Regions from separate parts of the Mus musculus genome. Here region 2 is linked to region 1. Evidence: chromatin contacts called from public promoter capture Hi-C data. All regions are on one chromosome and are shown on one strand. Each heading gives the region's core, a stretch centred on a gene start, on an enhancer-like site or on the middle of the called end of the contact. The rest is flanking DNA. Distances are from core to core; before and after follow the strand shown.

Region 1 (5,359 bases), core at 2,457-4,956:
ATCTTCACTATGTATGTATGTATGTATGTATGTATGTATGTATGTATGTATATATGCATAAATATATAATTTATATATGTATTTAGTAGGCATAATGGGTATATTTCATAGTTATGAAAAATTCAAGCATATCATTATTTAAGACTTCTAAGCACCCACTTGCTATAGGAGACATATAAAAAGAGTATCCTGGCTGTAGTTCCCTAGTCTCCTTGGAGTTAGCTACTGTTTATGGGAGATGGAATGCTCAGAATAAATGTTTTCAATGAGAATTTATGCATAAATATCCAAAAGTAGGATAAAATTTAAAAAATTGCAAACTTGATTTTGTTTCTTGGTAATACCAGTGCAGCAAACTTTCATATATTAATGCTAAGAGGCTAACCTGGAAAAATACGCTTTTTTACATTGTTATGAACACACAGGGGCTGAAGAGATGCCTCAGTGTTAGAGAGCATGTACTGTTTTTGTAGAGGACCAGTGTTTGGTTCCCAGAACCCACATCAGGTGGCTCACAACCATCTGTCACTATAGCTCTGAAGGTTCCAGTACCCTCTTCTGGCTTTTGAAGACACCTGTACACACATGACCTACACTTCCACAGACATAAATAAAAAACATTGTTATACATATACTACTGTAAGATCCAGACAGTCCTACACACACATACCACCACCACCACCACCTCTAAAAAAACCCCATGTTTTTAAAATGCCTTGCACAACAATATTCATAGAATTATCATCACTAAGACCAAGTCCTGAAAATAATCCAAATACCTGTCAGCATGAGAATGAATAAACACTTTTTAGTATTTCCACACAAAAAAATGATTCTAGCAATTAAAATAAAGCCCTGATGCATACCATATGATAAATCTTAAAAAATAATGTTAAATGAAAACAGTATATTCATTAAAGATTACATATTATGTATTTCTATGTAACTGGCACTTTAGACAAAAATAAGGTGTGGTGTCAAATGTAAGAAAAGTGTTTGCATTTATGCTTGTGACAATGGCACCTACAGAGTGCCCTAGAGTCACGGGAATATTCAAATATTGATGGGAATTGTGGCTATACATTTGTTGAGTCCTTACACCGCACTCCTATGGTGTGTTCATTAATTGCATATAAATTATAGCACAGTTAAAGTGATAATGTAAGAATGAACAGTGAAACATTACATTTTCTAAGATGGATTAAAATAATAAGTGAAAAGTAACAATGCTATAAAACATATTGAACAGACCCCCCCCCAATTTAACTTACTGTATAAAGGTTGAACAAAGTCACAGTTACCTTTAACTAATAAATGTTTCTGTATCAGGATTTGGATAGATAGAAATATGCCTGTACTAGCATGTAAATAGGTGACTGCAGAGGGAAAGTCAATTTTTGGCTTTAGATTTTGGATTTTGTTTTTTACAGGGTGAACCCTCATGATTCAAAACAGTATGCCCCCACTAGAATGCCCTTGTATGTTCCCAAATTCTTCAGTGTGAATTTTTTAATGCTCATGGAAGCTTTAATACAAAATGGCTCCTTGAATAAGATTATAATTAACAGTGAAAATCACTCTCCACAGTTGTAATCCCAACACTTAGGAGTCTAGTGTCAAAGGAGTGTGAGCTTGAAGCCTATGGCTACAAGGTGAAAAGTTATGTCAAATCTTTTCTCATTATAAAAACACTTAACTTTCCATTGTAGATGACTTTTTATAGTTACAAGATTATTTCTGTAGATTTTATCTTGGAATTTGTGGATTTTTTTTTCTTAAAACATTTTGTTCCAGATAAGCTTGGTGAGGAGACATCACATGGCTAGTATCACCAACTTGTACATTTTGTAGGATTTTCTTTTTCTTGGTGAAAATCTGATTTCAAGTTTTCTAAGAGAAGCCTTTATCAATCCTGCCTAGGTCTGTTTTCCCCTGCCTTCCTTTTCACACACATACACAATTATCTTCAGAGGCAGTCTTTGTAGCTTGAGTAATAGGTTCAGAGACTGGTCTAGTTTCGTTTCTCAACATATGATAGTCACATTGCTTGGACTCAATTTATCAATATCTCTGACTGCACAGCAAACATACCCACATCCAAAGCAACCCTAGACCTCAACTAGTTCATTCAGCCCATTGACCCACCTGGTGGGTAGACTATGTAGACCAACTCCCACGTGACAGTTTATTTCCATCTCCAAGGGTCATGGCTAACCACAGTTCAACTTGTCACCTAGGCAACAAAACATCCCCCCCTAACAGCACACTCCTGAGGCCTGTGCATTAATGGAGAGCATGAAAACAGATCCACCTATTTACCAACTTTCAGTCACCCAAGGAGGAGCCTGTTGATTCCACTGCTGCTGTGTTGCTAAGGTCATGGCCGTGAGAACATAAGTTAAATATACAAAGGTAGATGGAGCTGACCCCAGGCCAGGTCAGGAATTTCTGCATTTGGTCTTTCCTTCATTCCACTATTTATTATAGTTTCATTATTATCTGCTTTTTAAAAAAAATTTAAGTGAGACATATAGGTATGGGTTGCTTAGGTATCTAAAAATGAATATTGTAGACTTTATATCTATGTTTTTGACTTCATGCTCTCAAAGAAGGGATGAGATTTTAAAGGTAACTGAGACTTTTAAAAAATTTTTTATTTTTAATTTTTTTACACAACAAGACAACTTGACAGAGAAACTCAGAAAATAATTCGTTCCTCACCAACTATCTTGGCGGTGTTGGTCATAGCAAATCCCTTTATTAACTGGATCGCTCGTGCTTTCAAATAACTCTCATTCCCAAGTGCTAAGTGCTGGAGGGCTCCTTACAACTCAGATAGAAACAGACAGAAGAGACAGAAATGTGAAGGGTGATCATGCTTTTGTAAAAAGGAAGAAAAATATATAGTCATAGAATTTGAAGTGATTCATTGGAGGAGAGAGACAGAACAAAATGTAAGGAGGAGATTCCATAGGTCTCTGCAGAAGATGACATTTTAATGACAGGGTTACATTCTAATGCATCACCATATGACACTGCACATGTTCAGGTGTGTGTAATGCTGTTTTCTCTGAGCCTGGAGACCCGAATGCTGCTAACCACTGGAGGATTCATGAGGAGAACACTAATGAGGGAATACACACAGAAAGCAGGCAAATGGATAAGGAAAGAGCAAGAACGTAACTCTTTGTGTGAAAAACAGAGTTCTTCATAAAGAAAAGGATAAAACTTACTGATGATGGTGGTTATGGGAAAACTATAGAGAATAACTAGGTCAAGCCAGGCAATTTATCATTTATCATTTAAATCCACGAGTTGAGATGTTACAAATCTATTCAAAGGAAAAGTCCTTTCAAGATCATCTGAAAGTCATATAGCTCTCTCTCATACAAGTATCTTGTCTTCTCATAGCTAGAGAGGTATTTACCTATGCCCAGTTTCTCTTTTACTGATTGAAACAGAACATAACCAAGTCCTCTGATAATCTCTCCATTCTCCGCTCTATTCCACACATCAAATGTAGAGATCATTCCAGAATGTAAGAAATCACATGACTTACCCTTCTGCCCTCTCTCCAGATGTGAAGAGCTATTTTCCGTTATAGAACAGTTTTCAGAATCCATCCTTTTTAATTTTTTTCCCCTCAAGGTCCCTGGCGACTCTCAAGTGGTCCACGGAGAGATGTAGCTGGAGCTGTCTTGTTCAGTGTCTTGATCTCGGAGGATTTCAGCCTTTATACTCGATTAGGCTCCACCCCTTCCTCCTACCCTGTACTCACTCAACTCAGCCAGTTCTCTTTAATTTATGCTCCAGCGGCCTAGACACTTCACCGTGTGTTGTTGTGGTGAGCTGCGGGTTTTCCCTGCTGTCTGAAATGTGCTTTCTCACAACTGTAGCTTCAAGAGGAAGAGATAAATGGGATTTTCCCAGAATCGAAGACATCCTTCCACAAACTTTTAAAAACACAAATAACTTAGGAAATGGTATAATCTAAACAAGGAGCTAAAAGTTTGAGATTGCTGTATTTGACATGGAAAAGCACTGGAAGAGAGAGTAAAACTTTTTCATGCAATCCTTTGCATTGGTTTCTTTGTATATGTAGGCAGGTACAGGCATTTATTGAATACCCATTATGTACCAGGTGCTGTTGGTGGCCAGAAGATGTACTGTTGAGTAGGGATTTTAAAATCTCTATCTTTGTGGCTCTCTCTCTCCCTCTCTCTCAATTGGACAAGTTTTATTTAGTTAATTATGGATTTAAAACGTGTGGCATTCACTTCTTTTTTCCCCAGAGACTAGTTCTTTCAAGTGTCAGGAGTTGCTTTAGTGCAGGAAACAGAAAGCTTGTGGTCTGAAACTTCCTCGGTGTGATCTAAAACTGTTTCTCTTCAGTTATCTATTTCATCATCCCTTGCTCATTTTCTTGTCATCCTCCACTGTCAAACTTACTTTGTCTCACTGCAGAATATCTCCTTCTATTTCCCCATGTCCTTTTCAGGTGTCTGTGGCCTCGGATATTTGGAAGATGATCCCTATACACATATCTTCCCATGATATCCATCTCATTCAGATAAGTTATTGAGCACCACATAAATGCAGAAAATGTCTGTTTTGGTAAGTCAAGTGTGAGGATCTTAAAAAATTACAAGCATGATTTCTTACATTCTGGAATGATCTCTACATTTGACATATGGAATAGAGCAGAGAATGGAGAGATTGTCAAAGGACCTGGAGTAAAGTTGTCTGGTTTGCCTTTGTGAAGATATAATGCTTAGGTTGCTTGGAAGGTACCGGCACAGACAACTGAGGTGAGCCAGCAGGTGGATTTGTCTGCTTGAGACACAGACAGGTACATGCTGGTCCTAATGTGCCTTTTTGTTCTCAGTATCTTTCCTGCACAGCAGCTGGGATGAGATTAAGTATGTCATATCATCTTGTTGAGAACATTCAGCTCACCAAAGGCTTCCTAATAAAGGTTCCTTAAAATCCAAAGACCTTACAGCCAAGAAGAACCTCTACATTGGCCTCTGGGCACTTCCTCTATTACTTTCCCTCTACAACAGAGAGCTTCTTCTTATTCCATAGGAGTGCCCAGGAGCCTGCCACTGCAGGGCCTTTAGGTCTTTCGGTTGTGTCTTAGCGGTTCTTTTTCCATATGCCTATGTGCCAGGTTTTCCCATAATAAATAAGGTAATTAATTCAGTATCAAGTGAAAAGCAGGAAGGTCCAGATACTCATGAATACCAAGAAGTGCTCTTCTGACTCATGCCTGTTGGATGGGATGAGGTTTTCATAGAGTTCAGAACTGACAAAAAATAGGCAGGGAGAGTCATCATAGCCAGCCTCTGCTATAAGTTGG
Region 2 (5,125 bases), core at 939-3,438, 2.0 Mb after region 1:
TCTCTGTGTAGTCCTGGCTGTCCTGAAACTCACTCTGTAGATCAGGCTGGCCTCGAACTCAGAAATCTGCCTGCCTCTGCCTCCCAAGTGCTGGGATTAAAGGCATGATCCACCACTGCCCAGCTTTGTACAGTAGTTCTTAATCATTATGTCAGAACAATTGAATACTGAAATAGTGTATGCAGTAGTGATGAGATATGTGCACTATTTTTCAGGAGTCTGTATTTGGTTCTGAACATAGAGAGTGATTCCTATCGGTTTGGAGCAAAGGCATCCATTCTCCAGACACAAGCTGCTGTTTACCAGGACAGAAGATAGATTCTGCTCTGCTAAGTCAAATTTCGGAAGAACATTTCCAGCTCTTCACACTTTTTGCACAATAAAACGAGCCCTGCGGTTAAAAATTCAGTCATAATATCCAATATATAAAAAGAACTCAAGAAGTTGGAAAATGAGGTTTAAAATGAGGTTTCAACATTGTAGATTTCTGGGTAAAATGTACCTTGTGTAGAAATCCTACATGTATGAAGTTTCACAAGATTTTGAACTATTTCAGCTTTGGCCTTGTGTTTTGTATCCTCCCAACTCAGCCATGAAGGAGCTGGATGACAGGCATGTGCTCTTAATCAGTTCTGCGGATCAAAAGTGCATACTCCATACTCCAGAGAGTACTGGGGACACAGACACAATCCAAGTACAAGACCCCAAACTAGAGCATGCAGTCCACCAAGAGAGCAAAACTGAGGATAGGAAGGAAGGAAAGAGGGATGGATGTTCTTAAGAACTGGTAGGAATGGCACTTCCTTCCATCTCAGCTCTGAACTTTGTCCCTGTAACTCCTTCCATGGGTATTTTGTTCCCCATTCAAAGAAGGAAAAAAGTAACCCATACTTTGGTCTTCCTTCTTCTTGAGTTTCGGGTGTTTTGCAAATTTTATCTTGGGTATTCTAAGTTTCTGGGCTAATATCCACTTATCAGTGAGTGCATATCATGTGTGTTCTTTTGTGATTGTGTTACCTCACTCGGGATGATAACCTCCAGATCCATCCATTTGCCTATGAATTTCATAAATTCATTGTTTTTAATAGGTGAGTAGTACTCCATTGTGTAAATGTACCACATTTTCTGTATCCATTCCTCTGTTGAGGAACCATCCAGAGACTGCCCCACCCAGGGATCAATCCCATAAACAACCACCAAATCCAGACACTATTGCATATGCCAGCAAGATTTTGCTGACATGACCCTGATATAGCTGTCTCTTGTGAGCTATGCCAGTGCCTGGCAAATACAGAAGTGGATGCTCACAGTCAGCTATTGGATGCAACACAGGGCCCCCAACGAAGGAGCTAGAGAAAGCACCCAAGGAGCTAAAGGGGTCTGCAACCCTATAGGAGGAACAACAATATGAACTAACCAGTACCCCCAAAGCTTGTATCTCTAGATGCATATGTAGCAGAGGATGGCCAAGTCGGCCATCTATGGGAGGAGAGGCCCTTGGTCTTATGAAGATTGTATGCCCCAGTACAGGGGAATGTCAGGGCCAGGAAGTGGGAGTAGGTAGGTTGGGGAGCAGGGCGGGGGTGGGTATAGGGGACTTTCAAAGAGGAAACTAGGAAAAGGGATAGCATTTGAAATGTAAATGAAGAAACTATCTAATAAAAAATGAACATTTAAAAAAGAAAGAAAAACAAATATTTTTGAATGGTACTAAAATAAATAAATAAATAAATAAATAAATAAATAAATATTTTCTCTCATTCTCTAGGGAAAAAAAAAAGAAAAAAAAGAACTAGTAGGGAACAATTGCTGGTCTGGATATGATTTGTATACAGCCCTATCCTTAAAGAGCCCTAGAAGTCCATAAGTTTTCCCATAAGTTCTATTTTTCTCTACACAATACGAAGCATCTTTGTGTGTCTGAGGTATTCCAAATGGTAAAGTCAAGCTATCTATTATCACTAAATCAAATAAGTTAAGTTTCTCAGCTTAGAATTCAACACTGACAGGGTGTGTTGAAAGAGCAGCAAATGGAGAAGAGAAAGTGAGATTTCTTTCGTTTTCGCTATTAAACATAATTCTTCATTTACATTTTAGAAAATGCACAGTGGGGTTTACACATTCCTGTCCCCACTACCCTCTCTCATGCCCTCTCTCTTCCTCTGTGACTTCCTTCCCAGAAAGAGACTTCCTCTTCTGAATAATGACTGTCATTGCCTTGTTGCATTAGATGTTGGGGACATTTAAGACAATTACAACACCTTCTGCTAGAGTGAGAGTACTGTTCCTAGTGCACACTTTTCATTTTATTTTCTAGAACATTTGGTGTTTCTTCAGCCTCTAGCTTCTCTGTTATTTTTTAAAGTTTCAGAATTTTTCTTGACTAAAAAAACATAAGCAAAAACAAACCAAAACCCCTCTTATTGGATTCTCAAATGTGACAGAATGTTTCTCTTCTCCATTCTCAAAAACTTTTTTCTTTGAAGTCTCCCATTATTGTACTTTGCCCATCTGGCTTTCTTTTGTTATCAGCTAACCAGAGCATGCAGTCCCCTAAGAGAGCATAATTGAGGATGGGGAGGAAGGAAAGAAGGATGGTTAAGAACTAGTAGGGAACCATGGCTGGTCTGGATATGATTTGTATACAGCTGTATCCTAGAAATCCAACTAGAAATAGGATTTCTGTTTTCACTAGGAGCCAATAGTATATTGTTTTCAAAAAGTCAAAGTTTAAAATGCACAAAAATGGGTGAAATTGGACACTTAAAACACATACTTCTGTGGCCAGCTTTTCTGGGCCCTTGAGTCTCATTAATCCTCACTGGGTTCTGCAAATCTGAAGACTTATGAAATCTCCTAGTCGAGTAAGTGACCTTGTGGTCACTCATCTTGGAAGTAAGTGGAGTATGATTATTAAAGATTAAAACCCAGCCTTAGAGTGAGCTCAAGGACAGCCAAGGAAGGCTATACCACAAGGAAGGTTTGCCTTGGGAGGTCAGAAGGAATACAAAAACAAAACATGGTCTTGACTGATTTCTAAAGACAAAGTCAAAATGTCTCCTTCAGAAAGGTACCTGGATCCAGTGTTTCAGACAGTGTTGGTGGTGTTGAGTCTGGCTAACTTCTCTACTGATACAAACCCCCTAATATGGACTGATCCTGATTTTAACTGAAGAAAACACTTTGCAGATTTCCATTAAATTCATTTATACTTCTAATGATCACAGCACTTATTATAAGGAAATACAGAGAGAATTTAAAACTTACTAATAAATCATTGTTCTATTAATGTTCTATTAACACTTACTAATAAATCATTGTTCTATTAATCCTCTTTGTTCAAAATATTCAACATATATAAAAATGATAGGCAAAATTGGTACCACCACATATCATTTAAAAACTTTTTAACTATCAATTCAAATAACAAAAATTCAAAGATTTATGAATAAGAATCTTTACTTTAAAATTACTTAGTCATTTTGATACATATAAATATAAAAATGTTCTGGCAGTCATTTCAGTTATATATGACTATCAGTTTCCCAGAAAAAAAGAAAAGAAAAACTTCAAAAGAATATTTGAAAGTTAATACTGCAGGTGATCCAAGTCACATAAATAAGTATCTTTTGTGTATGTTACAGCTCTAAACAGCTGAGACAGTGAACATTCTCTACATTCTCCTCAAGGGTTGGGACTGATGAATAGATATAACTAGGAGAGATTCTACTGACTAGGGTAACACTGACACAGAAAGACAAAGGCCACTCATTCTTTTGTATCTGAGGCTCCTGCCTCCAAGAATTGAGACATTCTACCTAACATGGAGTAACTGTAACAACCAGGAAAGCAGAAGGGGAGCTTTGCAAGAATGGGGTGTGGAAGCAATACACAGGGGCATTGCAAGTTGCAACCTGAAATCTAATCCCAAAATTATCCTATGCACATGATCATTTTACAAATAATATCCTGGTATATGATGCTGCCTATATGAAGATAAATTTTGTCACTATGCAGTCATTACCTAATGCCCATAAGGGATATAATCTGATAATAGATACCAATATACTATAAAGCATTAAATATTTGTAACTGACTTTCTCACTTATATTAATAGGTCAAATGACAATCAACAGATAATATAGAAAATGCACAATAAACTATTCTTTTCTAGTTATTTAATTCATGAAGATTTTTGAAGTTATTCAAAATTTCCCTTATTTGTCGAGAAAGAGAAATCTTTCCATTACAGAATTATTTTTAACTGGTGTATGTTATTGTTATTGTGGAAAGGGTGCATATGAGTTCAAAGGACAACTATAACTACTGAGTCCTCTCATTTCACCTTTGTGTGAGTTCCAGGGATCAAACTCAGGTCGTCAGTCAGGCTTGTATAGCCAGTATGTTTCACACTGAGCCATCTAACCTAGCTCCTGTTATGACTTCTTCAATATGGATACCATATAAACATATGACCCAGTTAAACAGTAATCAACTCCAGAGATCCCTTTACCTTAACTTCTTAGCACACAACACAAGTCACAGCATACTCCCAAAGAAAACAGCCAGTGCCAAACTTCTGTTTACTCATGCTGCCAGAGTTAATTCAATCTAACACAACCAACATGGCTTCCCATGTATTCAACTCTCAAGGCATATCATACTATAGAAATCCTCTAGAGTATGATGGTCATATGATAGAAAAAAAATAACGGCAGCTGTTACCTATGTCTCAATAAGAAAGTTATTCTGGTGGAGGGGTTTGACCCACTATTTGGGGGAGAAGTTGGCCTTCCTTGGAGGCTCTAAGAGGAAAGGCAAAACTGAATCACATCTGAGTGACAATCCAGCTCATGATTTTCTGTCCCTCCTCTTGACAAAAGCAAAAAGAGGAAATTGTGTAATGAAAGCTGACTCTGATCAAAATTACAGAACCAATGTCTCATGCCATATCCTGCAATAAATGATCATAATCAATAGTTGAAGGCCAAGATGAACACTCCTGCAGAGAAAGAAAAACCAGGGACCTTAGCAAAACCACTAGGAAAAAGAGGGGACGGAAGTTTCTAGGTTCCTAGCTTTATAATAGGCTGTTGGAAATTTTCTGTAACTATTTGACAAAAAT

What was found. Promoter capture Hi-C pulls out the DNA fragments that hold promoters and counts their contacts.
Region 2: a promoter capture Hi-C map of neutrophils shows a contact between it and region 1, with 6 times the contacts expected there. The contact joins the enhancer-like site here to the promoter of Cd69 in region 1. A contact is called at or near these places in 7 of 39 promoter capture datasets (the 3T3-L1 cell line, cranial neural crest, liver and 2 more) and 2 of 9 other capture datasets (adipose tissue and macrophages).

What each region holds. Positions count from the first base shown.
Region 1 is chr6:129,271,663-129,277,021 of GRCm38.p6, forward strand. Cd69 (CD69 antigen) reads right to left here and starts at 3,707. Exons shown (of 5, transcript NM_001033122.4): 1 at 3,560-3,707. The coding sequence starts at 3,623.
Region 2 is chr6:131,267,658-131,272,782 of GRCm38.p6, forward strand. No RefSeq gene overlaps it. Among named protein-coding and RNA genes, the nearest start is that of Klra2, 23 kb to the left of the region's middle. Within about 2 kb of position 2,189, at least 37 of the 459 cell types and tissues checked have an H3K27ac peak or open chromatin away from gene starts, as enhancers often do. A contact at or near this core is called in neutrophils, where this site is marked.